Regions from separate parts of the Mus musculus genome. Here region 2 is linked to region 1. Evidence: chromatin contacts called from public Hi-C data. All regions are on one chromosome and are shown on one strand. Each heading gives the region's core, a stretch centred on a gene start, on an enhancer-like site or on the middle of the called end of the contact. The rest is flanking DNA. Distances are from core to core; before and after follow the strand shown. Region 1 overlaps Syt9 (synaptotagmin IX). Region 2 overlaps Syt9 (synaptotagmin IX).

Region 1 (7,668 bases), core at 2,596-5,095:
ACACTAAACACAACATCTTTCTTTAGGTTGTTCATGCTGTAAGCCAGAAAAATCTCCCATCTTTGACTTTTTCCAAATTCAACACAAGATCAATCTTTTGGGAGGGGAGGCCTTAATGATACAATGGTTTCTAAAACACAACATCAAAAGTGAAGACTTGAGACTATGCTGGGGCCTAGCAAACACAGAAGTGGATGCTCACAGTCAGCTACTGGATGGATCACAGGGCCCCCAATGGAGGAGCTAGAAAAAGTAACCAAGGAGCTAAAGGGATTAGCAACCCTATAGGTGGAACAACAATATGAACTAACCAGTACCCCCAGGAGCTTGTGTCTCTAGCTGCATATGTATCAGAAGATGGCCTAGTCGGCCATCAGTGGAAAGAGAGGCCCATTGGTCGTGCAAACTTTATATGCCTCAGTACAGGGGAACGCCAGGGCCAAGAAGTGGGAGTGGGAGGGTGGGGGAGTGGGTGGGGGAGCGTGTGGGGGACTTTTGGGATAGCATTGGAAACGTAAATGAAATAAATACCTAATTTTAAAAAAAGTGAAGACTTGGTCTATGAGAGATGGGAGATGAGAGTAGATGGTGGAGCTAACACCTAGAGTTTCTAAGGTACAGCACAGGAATCCAGGCAGAGGGTAGATGGCTCGTCCAGCTCAAGAGAGTCTACAGAGACAAATGCAGCCAGCGTCTGAAAGCCAAAGCACCAGAAAGGAAAACGGGAGCCACCAGAGGGCCATGGGTGAGGAGAACTGAAGAAGATGTACTGAATGTGACTGGGAAGGCTCAGTATTTTTGAAACTTCAATGTTTCCAGATGATTTTATATTAGATGCAATCTTAATCAAAATCCCCAAAAGATTATGTATATATAAGCTGATTATAAAATACATACAGAGATGCAAAGAATGTAGAAAAACCAAAACAATTCTGGAAAAGTAGGGCAAAGTTAGAGCATGCAGACTGCCTGACTTTAGGACTTAACAAATCTACAATTCAAATATTGTGGAATAAAGATAGATAAATAGAGCAATGGAAAAGAATAAAGAGTCCAGAATAAAGTATACAATCAGTTGATTTTCTCCAAAAATATAGAAGGCAATTATGTGGATAAAGTATAATCTTTTTGAGAAATGTTGCTGGAACAATTGAACACCACACACACAAAATATTTCATACCTCATACTACATCCATAGATCTTAGCTCAAGTGGATCAACGCCATAAATGTCAGAGGTAAGAAGACACAGTTTCAAGAACAGAAAGCCATACTATATGACTTTGGGTTACATAAAGATCCCTTTGACACACTACTAAAACAGCACATTCAAAATAAAGACGAGATTAATAAAATAGACTTAACAAAAATGAGGACTTTCCCCTTCCAAAGCAAATGCTGAGAGGATGAAAGCATAAACCATAGCTTTGGAGGACATAACATAGGCCTACAGCATGACCCAGTCATTCTGTCCCAAGGTGAGTGTGTGAAAGAAGGTGTCCATATAAAACATGATGCTTTTGACAACTTTATTTGTAACAACCCAAACTGAAAGTAAACCAGTGCTCGCCCACAGGCGAGGCCCTCCAGCAGCCAGCAGTGGGGACACCTCTGCCATGAGACTGGCAGGGGAAGAATGGAACTACAGACACATACAAGGATGGATAAACCCCACAATAATTATTCTGACTGGAGATGCTAACGCAAACTCTGTATGATTCTGACTTATATAAATCCTAGGAAATGGTAACTAATCCAGAGTGACAGAAAGCAGATCCTGTTGCCTAAAGGCTTGGAGATGGGTGCCAGGCAGTGCAGGCAGGGAGGTTACAAAGGAACACAGAGTTTTGGGATAAAGAGTATGTTCATTACTGTGATTATGGGGGGTGTTTTCACAAATGTATACACATGTCAAATATTGTCAAACTGCATACTTCAAACATATGCACTTTATTGGATGGCAATTATCCCTCAATAAGACTGCTTTAAAATGCATCTTGAATCTGCTGCTTTCCTCCTGTCTGGGACCTCCACACTGGAGAGAGTTAACCCTCTCCCTCTAGCCTTTAACAACATGCTGACTCTGCCTCTCAGAATGAGTCCATTCTGCGTGTAGCTAGAGAGGAATTTTTTTAAAAATATTTTTTATTACATATTTTCCTCAATTACATTTCCAATGCTATCCCAAAAGTCCCCCATACCCTCCCCCCCACTTCCCTACCCACCCATTCCCATTTTTTTGGCCCTGGCGTTCCCCTGTACTGGGGCATATACAGTTTGCATGTCCAATGGGCCTCTCTTTCCAGTGATGGCCGACTAGGCCATCTTTTGATACATATGCAGCTAGAGTCAAGAGCTCCGGGGTACTGGTTAGTTCATAATGTAGAGGAATGTTTTAAGAAGACATATCTATTCATGTTACTGGGTGGCTCAAGATTCTTCAAGACCCAAATGTGTACTCTTGACTACAACTCCCTCCTTACTGACCCTGTTTGAGTTCTTGTCTCTTCCCTGTTTTTCTTTTTAATCACCCTGCAAGATGTGTCTCTAGACTTGACAACACTGTTCCTATTGCAGGGCTTTTACACATCCAGTTTCTTTGTTGTGGACTTCCCCCTTATCTAGGCAAACTCCTAACCTACCTTTTAGTCTTTAATGTTATGTCCTCCAAGGAGGTTGAAACATTGACTGGCATCTCTGTCACAGTGCCACCCACAAATGTAAGCACTCTGTGTAATTTATTTACGATCTGTCCCTTCTAAACTTCTAAACAACAGCACCCATCAGGCCCTCACTACCTAAAATGTTGCCTCCATGTAGACGGTCAATGAACGAAGCCTATGAGACAGACCAAGAGCTCAGGTTCTGACCCAAAAATCACTCCTTGACTTGCAAGGTAGACTTTTCCCCCAAGCCAGCTATGTAAAAATCCACCCAATAAATATCTGACACCAGGATGTACTTTCCTCTGTAGTGATTTAGGTTTCAACTTGGTAAATATTTCAAAAGGTAATGAATGGCTGGTGGTATGTGTGGCTTAGTAGGTAAAGGTACTTGCTGCCGAGACTGAAGACCTTAGTTCAACCCCTAGAATCTACACACAGAAAGGAGAGAACTTTCACCTCCACATGTATTCCATAACACACACACAGACAGTCACAGACAGACAGACAGACAGACAGACAGACAGACAGACAGACTGGTACACACACACACACACACACACACAAGGTTTGAGGTGCAGTTTCACATGTGCAAGACCCTGGGTCTTACTGATAGCACAAGGGAAAAAATGAAGGGTGACCACAGGAAGAAAAGAAAGTGGAGAAAAAAGGGAAGGTTGGGGGCGGGGAAGGAGAAATGTTATTCTCAAAAACAGTATCTTTCAGTGTTAAATAACTTAAAAACCAATGTACCAGGCTTCTAAGAGAAATGCTAGTGATGTGTGGCAGAGCTGAATTTGTAGGTCAGTTGGAATTTTTAAAAGTCAGTCAAGCTCATCTTAATCCTAACATGTATGCTGGGTGTTTCACACTGCGACAGTTAACCAGGGAAGAAACCAGATGGGGACGCGCTGGAGAGGATGGGCTCTGGAAGAAATGAAGCCTGACTGGCCACTGACCCAGTGCTTCCTGTCTTTAGCAGAGCAATGGCCTAGATTTCCCACTAGCCCGAGAGTGGGGCAGGGGAGATAAAGTCTGCAAACATGGCTGCTTTCCAAAGCATCTCCCTAAGAAGCAGCTCCCCTCACTCCCCCACCATGTTTATTTAGACTCCCCTTAATTAGAGCATTTCAGCATGCAGGCATAATCCAATCTGAAGGAACATTTCCCTGGAGAGCCATCTGTCAGAATTAGACCACACTTAGCTACTGGATAGTAAGGCAGTGTTGTAAACACCACAGACGGCTTAGACTCTCCAAAGGCTCAAAACTCATTTTCCAAGCAAGCATACGCCAATCCTAGGGAGGAGGCTTGCTGTCAGGAAGCTGGCTTGCTGTTCTGGACTGTAACGCTTCCAAAGGTAGAAGATCATTAAAGCTCATCCCAGGGGTATGTTCTACCTGACCAGAGTCACCTTTCTTCAGAGATGAAATTGCTGTCCTTGACAAATCTATTAAGTTCTCCTTGAGTTGTTGCAGGATCTAAAGTTTTTCCACTCGGCCCATGTCCTCAGCCATGCTACAGTGGAACTGTGGGAGGGAAGCTATGCAGAACCCACTCCTGCTTCCTGCCTCTGTCTCAGGAGTAGACAGCCCACTGTGTAACTCCCATTTTGATTCTCACCCCAGGGCAAGCCGACTGGCCTAGAAAAGTGTAGGGTGGGAGGTGGGATGGGGGAAGGGGTAAGAAGCTCTCTGCTCAGCATCTCCATCATTGCCCTCCATTTCAGAGGTGATGTGAAACACAGTCCTGCCTGTGTCTTTTGCCCATTTTTCTGTCCATGCCACCACTGTGCCCAGTTTAGATCTTGACAATGCTGGTTTGCATATTCCTCAGATGCCATTGCTGGTATATGCTTGGAGCACATGCTGCCTTGATCTTGTGAGAATTCCTCTTAGCTCATGGGAACCATCTTTAAAATGACTGGCAAGTTGTACCCTCTCCCCTTTGAGGTGCTGTGTATCCCCCTGGCCTCAGACAAGGATACTTCTGCTTCATGTTCCAGTTCTCCTAGACTCAGCTCGCTCACCATCCACCTTCCCCAGTTCTCTGTCCTAACCTTTCTGATTTCCATTCACTTTTACTGGTTTCACCAAGAGTAGTCACTCAAACAAAAATCTCTCGTACAAGAGTAAATGTCAACGTGGGAGATACAGATCAGTTAGTGGAGTGCTTGGCTTGCATGCACAAAATCCTGGGTTACTCTCCAGCACTGCAAAACCCAGGCATGATGGCATACATCTGTAATTCCAGCACTCAAGAGGTGAACAAAAGTTCAGAAATTCAAGGTACTCCTGAGCCCCAGAGAGCTGTAAGCCACCACTGGATACTAAGAGCCTAGCCCCTCACAATATCCATCTTGGCCTCTGCTTCCAAGAAACCTAACTTATGATACACTGAGTATACTGGTACAACTTTCATTTTCTGTTTCATTCATCCACACAAAAAAGTACTGTGCTAAGTCACAGGATTTGCTTTAAAGAGCATTTACCCCAATGGAGAAGGCAAAGACAAAGGTATCAGTGGATTCAGAATGGAATTCTTCTTAATTCAACTTAATTAAGTTTAGCTTTCAAATATAGGGGTGCTAGGAATGTACACGTACAGGGAAAAATACAAGATAAAGATAAGCAAAAAAACTGTCTGGTTCTATGAATACCAAAGTGTACTTGAGGGAAAAATATTTCTGAAACACACAAAATAATGTTGAAAGCTTCAGTGAGCTGAGCATTATGGGTAAAGTGCTTGCTCATGGAAGCATGAGGGCTGAGTTCAACACCCCAGCATCCACATAAAAAGCTAAGGATGGCAGTGGACACTTGGCACTCTAACATTGGGAAGTAGAGACGAGACAGGATGATCCTGGGGCGGGGGTGAGGCGGGGGAATGGCCAGCCGGGGTAGCCAACTGGTAAACTCCTTACCAGTGAGAGACCTGTCTAAGAACAAGGAAGATGTCAGTGAGATGGACTAATGGGTACAAAAATGCTTGTTGCACAAGCCTGAGCCTGATGACCTGAGTTCAACTGCTGAAACCCCCCAAAAGTTGTCCTTTGACTTCTGCAGGTGAGCTATGAGATGTATATACCACCCCTCCTGTGCTACAAACACAATAATAGCAAATAAAGTTAAAAAGTAAGGGGAAGAAAAACAGGAATACAGTCCACAATAACCTCTGGCCTCTACGTTTGCATGTGCATGTGTATACACAGATACACACACACAGACACGCTCACACACAGTCCAAATGGCCGCAATCAAAAAGGTGCTACTATTATAATTTTAAATGTATATGAAGCAAGAGCTGATAGAACTACCAAGAAGGAACTGAAAATCCACTAAGACAGAAGAAAATTTCAAACCATATTTTACCAATAATTGGTATGTGAGACTGACAGAAATGTCAGTCAGTATGAGGAAGTAAGGTGTTGAGCTTCTTAAATCCAGCATCTTTGTAAAATCCAACATGTAAAAGAACATGCACCAAATTTCACAAGATAGTAACCCATCTGTAAAGCAAACCATGTCCTCTGAGCACATGCACACTGTTATCATAATCCACTGAAACCGAGGCACAGAACATTTTAAAATAACACGCAAGTCACATTAGACATTAGAAAGATAAAAACACAAATTATCGGGATTTCTGGACTTGTGCTATAGCTAGTACTACAGAGAGAATGTAAAGGCTTAAATGCATCTCCTTAGTTGATATAACAGGCTATTTCAAGGGCACCAGAAAGTTAAAAATATGTAAGAAGGAAGAAATTGGCCATTTTCCCAATGCTAAGTCCTACTTGTCAAATGTACATTTTTAATAGTGGAAGACTCAAAGTTACTAAAGATGAAAATACCTAGCTGACAATGGAAAAATTGGCTAAAAAAAATTGGAAGACAAAAGTAAAGTAGAATAAAATAGTTGGTGTCCAGAAGAGTCTGACATGCTGACCACAAAGGTCTAGGGGTCCAATCAAGAAAAAGATGAATGGCCTTAGAAGGAGGAAAGGTGTTACTAAAGAATACAGCAGGACTGTGAAGAACTCCAGTCCATACATTTAAAACAGATGAAACAAATTCTTAAACGAGTCTAAACCACCATCACATTAGGATAAAACGAGAAAGTAGAGTTGGTCTTCCAGCCATCAATGTAGCTAGATGACTTCCCTCATCGGACCCAGAACACTTCAGGCCACATTCCACTAAACACTGTGGAAAAACATGATTTACTATTACACAAAATACTCAAGAGAAGAGGAAAACATACAAGGATCTCTAACTTGAATGGCTTAATTTTTGAAGACATGCTCTATGTGGCCCAGGCTGATTGCCTAAGCTTCCCTAGCAATAGGAATGACAGGGTGGTACAACAATGCCTGGCTTTATAACTCATTCTATAGGATCAAATATTAAAACCAAATTAGACAACTAGTTGAACAGTGATCAAGAAAATAAAATCACAGGCTGGTTTCATTCATGAATCTAGTTGCAAAAATCTGAACATTGTGAAACCAATTTTCAGAAAAACACGTTTGCAAGTCAGATATAGTAAGGGCAGATAGCACTAGAGATAACTGGATGGAGGGAAGCAAGCTTAAGAACATAAGCAACATAAACCAAGGTTACTTGGCATCACCAGAACCCAATTCTCCCAACAGAGCAAGTCCTGGATACACCATCACACTGAAAACGCAAGATTTGGATCTAAAATCACTTCTCATGACGGTGATAGAGAACTTTAAGAAGGGCATAAATAAATTCCCTTAAGTAAATATAGGAGAACACAGGTAAACAGCTAGAAGCCCTTAAAGAGAAAACACAAAAATCTCTTAAAGAACTGTAGGAAAACACAATCAAAGAGGTGAAGGAAATGAACAAAACTATCCAGTATCTAAAAATGGAAATAGAAACAATAAAGAAATCACATAAGGAAACAACCCTGGAGTTAGAAAACCTAGGAAAGAGTTCAGGAGTCATAGATACAAACATCATCAACAGAATACAAGAGAT
Region 2 (7,668 bases), core at 3,801-6,300, 73 kb before region 1:
TTTCTCACAGCCTTTGCTGCTCTGTCTTAACATACAATGTCCCCCCCACACCCCCTCAATCTTTTATCTCTCCTCTCTGTTATCATTCCTTGAGGACCAAGGCCCTTGTGCTCTTGGTTTTCCTTTCCAGACCAAGCCCTGCCGCTGTACCACTCTAGTAAAGCAGGGCTTGTTGGTATTTTATCCTTGAGCTAACTCACCAGGCATCCTGGCCAGCAGACTGGGGAAGCTGTAGAGGCCTGCCCTCATACTCACTGTGCCTACTGAAGAATTCTGTCCGAGGGTTTATGAAAGGTGAGTTATTTTGAGAGAATTCTGTGTTCTGTTACAAAGCAGGTTATGCTAGTTTATCAAACTACTTCAGTAATTCTGAAAAGAGAACTCTGTGTGACACAATGTCAGGGACACAATGGGTGTCGATGCCATTTTCAGGAGAGTTGACGCAGAATAATCAGGGTATGAGATGGGAAGTAAAGCATGGTGCCTTACTGAGGCCAGGGCCCTCATGAAGAAGAACGCTTTCTTCCTCAGAGCAGGAGGTATGTGCTGCTGCCCTGTTCTTCTACCTTGTGGCAGGACACAGCGGGGATGAGTACCCGTGCATGAGGACCTAAGATCTGCTTGTAGGGACAGTGCGCACATCTAGCAGGGGCCATCAAAGGCAAGAGAGCCTCAAGCCAGCCCCTCATCTAAGCAAGGCCTCTGCAGGATCAAGGCTGCTCTCAGAATAAGGACAAGACTCCAGTGAATGGCTATAGAGGCCAGGCTTTGCCCACCTCCCACCCTCCTTCCCTGTTGTCTCTGAACCTTCCACTTTCTCAGCTTCACACTTACAAACTCTCAGAGGATCAAGGTCTATAGGATCCTGAAGCCTGACTGTACTCCAGTGTTGCTGTTGTAGATCATAAGGGTTTGTTCTTAAAGTTCCTCCTAAGGGGGAGATGATCCCAGGCTATGAGATAAATTGTGGGATATTGTCAGCATGGGGAGGGGGTATGGGGAGGGAGAGTGTAGCTTTTTCTATCTTCTTTTCAGAGTGTAGAAATTTATTTTTATTTTTAAAATTTACTTATTCACTTTACAACCTAGTATTAGCCTTTCCTCTCCTCCCGGTACCCCTTCACACAAGTCTTCCCCCTATTCTATCCCATTCTGGGTGTCAGCCCCCACTAATATCCACCCACACACATTAAGTCACTGTGGGACTAGGCACATCCCCTCCTACTGAGGCCAAAATGTAGTCCATTTAGGGGCGGGGATCCATAGGCAGGCAAGCAGACATCAGGCTCAGGGAGAGTCCCTGCTCCAGTTGTTTGGGGACTCCCATGAAGACTAAGCTGCTCATCTTTACTAATACTACAACTGTCAGAGGGCTAATATCCAAAATATATAAAGCACTCAAGAAGTTAGACACAAACAATTCAAATCGCCCAATTTAAAAATGGGGTACAGAATTAAACAGAAAATTCTCAACAAAGGAATCTTGAATGGCCGAGAAACACCTAAAGAAATGTACAATGTCCTTAGTCATCAGAGAAATGCACATCAAAATGACTCTGAGATTCTACCTTACACCCATTAGAATGGCTAAGATCAAAAACTCAAAGGACAGCACATGCTGGTGAGGTTGTGGAGGAAGGGGAACAGTCCTCCATTGCTGGTGGGAGTGAAAACTTGTACGATCACTCTGGAAATCAATTTGGTGGTCTCTTAGAAGACTGGGAATAGTTGGGAATAGTTCTACCTCAAGACCCGGCTATACCACTTCTGGGCACATACCCAAAAGATGATCCACTGTCCTGCAAGGACACTATGTTCACAGCAGCTTTATTCATAATATCCAGAAGCTGGAAACAACCTAGATGTCTCTCAATTGAAGAATGGATAAAGAAAATGTGGTGTATCTGCACAATGGAATACTACTCAGGCATTAAAAAAGGGATATCGTTAATTTCGCAGGCAAATGGATGGAACTAGTAAATATCACCCTGAGTGAGGTAACCCAGACCCAAAAGGACATGCATGACAGGAACCTGACGTAACTGTCCTCTAAGGCTCTACCCAGTAGCCAATCAGAAGAGATGTAGAGACTCATATTCAAACATTAGATGGATCTTGAGGAGTCTTATGGAACAGTTAGGAGAAAGATTGAGGAACCTGAAGAGTCAACTAACCTGGACCCTTGGGGGATCCCAGAGACTGAATCACCAACCGAAGAGTGAGCCTGGGATGGACCAAGGCTACAACAGCTATTGCGAAGGTCTACCTTCTCAGGAGAGCTTGTTGCTAAGTGCTGTAATAGTCCAGTTCTCATTACTAACATGAAACATCTGAGTCAGGATCGTTTTTATAAAGAGGTTTATTTACTTAGTTCATAGATTTAGAGACTAAAGGGCATGGTGCTAAGACCAAGTCAGCTCTGGTGAAGGGCTTCTTTGATGCATCAAATCTCACAGTGATATGTATGTAAATGTTGTGTGCCTTTTCCTCAGGAGACATAAATGTCTGTTCACCCCATATAGAGCAGGCCATCAAAATATATTCCAAACAAGTGTAATGGGGGTGTCAGGAATGCTTTGCCTTTCCTTGATCTGGATAGATCGAAGATCTGATTTTTTTAAAGGACTGCTCTGAGCTTCAATAAGAGGTCAGGGGCTTGTCATAATGTCTCTGGGCTAGGCAATTACCGTATTGGAAGGCTAGTCCAAATGGAAATCCCCTGGGAGCTCTCAAAGGAGGAGAAGAATCAGGGGTTCTGGCCAGGACTCTGTCAGCCTCCTTTAATCCCAATAACTACACTAACTCTATTACACACACAGCATACACTAAGTACTATGTACCCTTGTAGGTCTTCTGCACACAAATCAATATCTTCTTTATTTCTCCCAATGATGATCATGATTATTTCTGAGCATAATTACTGGACATTCCTGATATGATGACTTAAGGAGTTGGAGGCTCTCATTCTCTCTACAGCCCCCAGCTCTGGGTTAAGCTCGGCTGTAAGGTCTAGTGTCTGGTCTTTAGGCTAGCTTGGCATCCAGTCTGCATTCATGCTGTGTCTGTGTGTGGACTCCCACAGAGTTGTTGCTCATTCTAGTAAAAAACTCAGCTCTGTGGTCAGTTCCAAACTAACTACAAAAGCTGGGCTTTTCAGTGACTTCAGCAAGGGAGCACCACGTGCTGTAGGCAGGATGGACTCTAGCTGAGGACTGGTGTGGCAGTCTTGAAGGGCTGGCTGACAGAAAGACTCTCCTAGAGCCCCAATGCATAGAAAGCATCTCTGACACCCCAGTGTCAGGTACTGAGTTTGAGGGGCTAGTTCTGTGCAAACATCTAGCTTATTGGAGGAATTCTCTCTGGGATATCATTCTATATTATCATTATATTATCATTCTATATTATCATATTCTATAGCACAGCTAGAAAGCTATGGCTTACAACAATTAATTGGTATATCTTACAAAGAAATAATAAATATGCCAATTACTCTCATTTGATTATTACATACTGAATATAGGTATTAAAATGTTATATATTATAACTCATGAATGTATGCAATTACTACATGCCAACTGAAATATGTACTTTAAAAGCTTATCTCTTTGGGGTAAGGAGGGCAGGAAGCAGTTTCACCCTTGTGGATCATTAGCCCCCCCTACCCCCCCAACCCCCCGTGCGCCTGAAAAGAAAATTTTATGAGAGAAAACAAAAAATGGTAAGAATAAACAATGGGGCACGGTCATGTTTGACTGTTAACCCTTCAAAGCTGGTGTGAGAGCAATGTAAGATAGCAGGCTGGTGGAGCTGGCAGTGCCCCAAGCTCCTGGAAAAGTATCAGGGCACGGTTTGATGGGCAGCTGGGTCAGGGGATAAGGGGTTCCTTAGGGTTAGTATTTCTGTGATTAGACAGCATGTAAGAACAATTTGGGGAGGGCAGGGTTTATTTCATTCACATTTCCATATAACAGTTTATCATCTAAAGCAGTTAGGGCAAGAACCTGGAGGCAGGAGCTGATGCAGTAGCCACGGGAGAAGTGTTGCTTACTGACTCTCATGGCGTACTCACTCTGCTGTCTTATAGAATCCAGAACTATCGGCCCAGGGGTGAGATCACCCACCTCAATCACTAATTAAGAAAATGCCCTACAGGCTTGCCTGTAGCCTAATCTAATAGAGATATTTTTTCAGTTTTGGTTCCCTCCTCTCAGATTATTCTAGACTCTGTCAAGTTGACATAAAATTACCCAGGACAGGGGTATAGGGTAAGACAGAGAGGCTTTCAGGTGGGTTACCTTGAGGAAGGTAAGGACCAAGAGGTTAGAGGCTGTGAAGTCCAAGGCTAGATGTTGAGGCCCAAAGCATTATCCCAGGGTCAATACCAGTCCATCATCCCAAGTGCTCTCAGAGCCTGGAATAATATTTTTAGACCCTCCTATTCTCCACCTGCTTCCCTCCTTCCCTGTGCATACTAATATACCAAATAACACTGACTATTAAAACCTACATAGCATCCAGTAAATACCAGGCCCTGTGCTAAACATATTACATTCATTGTCTCATGTAAGATTGGCAACAGCCCTCCCTATTTGGTAGGATCTATATTTGTGTACTTGAAAAGTTGACTAATCTGGCTTAAATAAATTTTAACAACCTGTTCAGAGACACACAGCTCAGAAAAGTCAAAGTACAAATTCAGTGGTCAGACTCTGGAGCCCTGAACTTCCAATGAGAAAAGACCCACTCCTGAGTTTGAGTGAATGGAGAGTTGTAGCCCAGGGCAAACCCATCTTAGCTCAGTCCTCTATGTAGCACAGGCCTCCAGAGGGGCAGTCACCACAGGCTAGGAGACACTGGCTCTGCCTTCATAGAGATAACATGCCCAGGGGCCTGTGTGGGCTATGGAAATTGAGCAATTTTTCACTTAAAATCATCTGAAAACAAACTTCAATGTCTTCAAAATTATATATTCACAGAACATTCCTAGACTCTGGGATAGGATTAGATGGTAATGATTTAATTGATGGTTAAGTGTGTAGATAAAATGAGTGTGCTGAATTCTTCCCGTAATTATCTCTCAGAGGAGCCCTGGCAGCTGTAATTACTGTCTGAGGCCAAAATTATAAACCAGCTGTAGTTTTAAGCAAAATATGTTACAGCCTCTGCTGGATCTTTAAGTCGGTCACCACCAGCTCAGGCATCCCTGTAGGGCCAGTCTACGAGGGAGCAGAGCCTTGCTTGGGGAGGGCAGGTATTCTCATTGAGTGTTCCTGAATCCTTGCCCATTGCTGTCTTTGTGCGCTGCACTGCTCGCTCTTCCTTGCTACAGGAAATCTTTCCTCCTGTTCGTTCTGTTGCCAGGACAAGTTTTCAGATCAGTTAGCAGGTACCGACTCTGTGCCCTAGAGGCTAGACAGTAGACTCAGCTGGGGCACTCCTAAGTCAACTCTGTTGTGCTGGAGCTCCTACATCCAGGAAGATCTGTGGCATCATGACAGTTCCGGGTCTGCACCTCACTGGGGACCCACAGGCCAACTTATATTCTCCATCAACTCTTGCCACAATAGACAGGAATGACTGACTGCCTCCACCAACCTGGTTAGTCTAATCGTGACCAAGGATTCTTCAAGAGCTCAGTTCTTGTATGATAGTTATGCAAACCATTATATGTTCATTCAACACCAACCATAAAAACCTGGAGATGAATGGAAATGAGGGAATTCCTCTGGAAGTTGATATTTGTTCATTATTTTGTAGATTCTCACTATTTTATGCCTAAAATCTTCATTAAAAAAAAAAAAACCCAGTCCTTGACATTGACTTTCCACTGTGAATGCATAATGGGACACCATGAGCATCTTCTAGGGTGGTATATGACACCACAACTGCTCTCTTCCTCGTTAGCATTTTAAGAATTGTTTTGATGTATAAAACAATGTTCTAGGTGCTACAGGAAAGGTAAGAAATGCCATGATATACAGAGCAGACACAGCCCTTATTACCACACTTCTGTGGCTTTTGGGTGATCCTGGACTTGACTTTGAACTCAGCAACAATCAAATCTGTGACATCAGGAGCTGCATCCAGAGGTGGACAGTTCAGGGTTAAGTGGACATGCTACAGTTGAAGAAGTTTGAGCCACTGACTTAATAGCTGAGCTGGCCAGAGACACGTATCCCTGTCATCCCTCCAGCCTCTCAGCTGTTCAGCATTCCTGGGGTGATTTCCATGTTTACAGGTTGTGCTTCTCTGTGATTCATTCATAGTGTGCCCCAAAATATGGGTCACGAGTTCTATCCTGGGCACATGGAACTCTTGCTAGGTATGAATCACACAGAACACAGCACCAGGTGACATCAGAACTGTTATTAAACAAACTATGTCTACTTAGCTATGGGGATGAAATGAGCATTTGCCTTAGTTTGGCAAAGTGTTAGGCACCTGTTCACAAATATTTTGTTTTATTCAAAAGAATAAGTCTTAAAATGTTATGGAGGATGAAGGCAGCTACAATGGATTAATCACTGCCTAGGCAAAGGAAAGGGACTTCCAACTCTACCCTCAGAGGGGAAGAGAGGTCAATTGAAAGTGTTCTCCTTTAAGTGAGGATGTTGGAGAGTGGAATGGTGAGATTCTACAAAACAATGAACAATCTCAGCTTCTAGGAGTACCCCAGCAGGATCATGCTACCCACTCTGTCTCCTCTTGTCCAGCCATTTTCTCTTGGGAGGTAGTAGAAACCCCTCATTCATATTGGGTTACATATTTGTTTCTCAGTGTATGAACCTTGTTTGGAATTTTGTTTTGTTTGAAACCCCACAGATTTATCAGCAGAATGCATCCATAAGCTCCTGATGAGGTAGGTGCATTGGTATCAATGGCCATGGGAGGGCAGCAAAGAGTAGCAGAGTAATGATAGCTGATCTCCAGCCCTCTGCCCTCTCCTTCCAGCTACGGGGGAAGAGATGCTTGGCAGTGGTACAAATGTCCCACAACCCACACTGACCATTGCAAACACTGAGGGTAGTGGGACTGGAGAAAATTCCTGACAAATGTCTGTTGAATCTTAGTGTTATAAAGGAGGGAAACTGAGTAAAAGCTGGAGAAGCCAGAGTCCAGCTTTATGCAAAGAATTGAAAGCCAGGATTCCGCATGAGGTAGGTTTAATATGACTGTGTTGATTCTCTTCCTAAGTAGACCATGGGCAAATATAGGGATTGAAAAATAAAATAAAATAAAATAAAAAAGCTCCTTAGCCTCCATTTTCACCAGAGAAAAGAGTATTGACAGCCATATGCAAGATGTGACAGGCTGCAGTGGGGCAATGGCCATTAAAGGTCTCTAGACAGACCATCTCTTGTCTGGAAAGGTTCCTTGGGACCTACTGGTATGGGAAGGGCATGGATCTGTTCTTGACTTGCTGCTATGTGGCACCATGCTGGCTTGAGCCTTTCTGAATCCTAAGATGGAGTCTTGAGTTGAGGGTAAACTTTGAGTGGACAGGGAGATGCAGCAGGAAGGTTGGCCAGGTCTTGCTAGGGAAGGAGATGGTGCTTTTCATGGTGTCTCAGAGACAATTCATCTTTAAAGTGAGACATCTTTTGTGCACATTGTTTCAATATCCAGCTAATGTATGGCCATGAAATGTAAGTGGAAAGACTGACAGGG

Evidence for each region. Hi-C and Micro-C count contacts between places; a contact is called where the count stands out from the background.
Region 2: a contact with region 1 is called in a Hi-C map of the N1E-115 cell line, with 3 times the contacts expected there. The contact joins two enhancer-like sites. A contact is called at or near these places in 6 of 484 Hi-C or Micro-C datasets (the N1E-115 cell line, brain, cerebellar granule neurons and 2 more) and 1 of 115 datasets of contacts at active chromatin or transcription factors (embryonic stem cells).

The regions. Positions count from the first base shown.
Region 1 is chr7:107,451,423-107,459,090 of GRCm38.p6, reverse strand. All of the region lies in intron 3 of Syt9 (synaptotagmin IX), which reads right to left. Among named protein-coding and RNA genes, the nearest start is that of Syt9, 84 kb to the right of the region's middle. Within about 2 kb of position 3,845, at least 15 of the 459 cell types and tissues checked have an H3K27ac peak or open chromatin away from gene starts, as enhancers often do. A contact at or near this core is called in the N1E-115 cell line, where this site is marked.
Region 2 is chr7:107,525,738-107,533,405 of GRCm38.p6, reverse strand. All of the region lies in intron 6 of Syt9 (synaptotagmin IX), which reads right to left. Among named protein-coding and RNA genes, the nearest start is that of Olfml1, 38 kb to the left of the region's middle. Within about 2 kb of position 5,050, at least 3 of the 459 cell types and tissues checked have an H3K27ac peak or open chromatin away from gene starts, as enhancers often do. A contact at or near this core is called in the N1E-115 cell line, where this site is marked.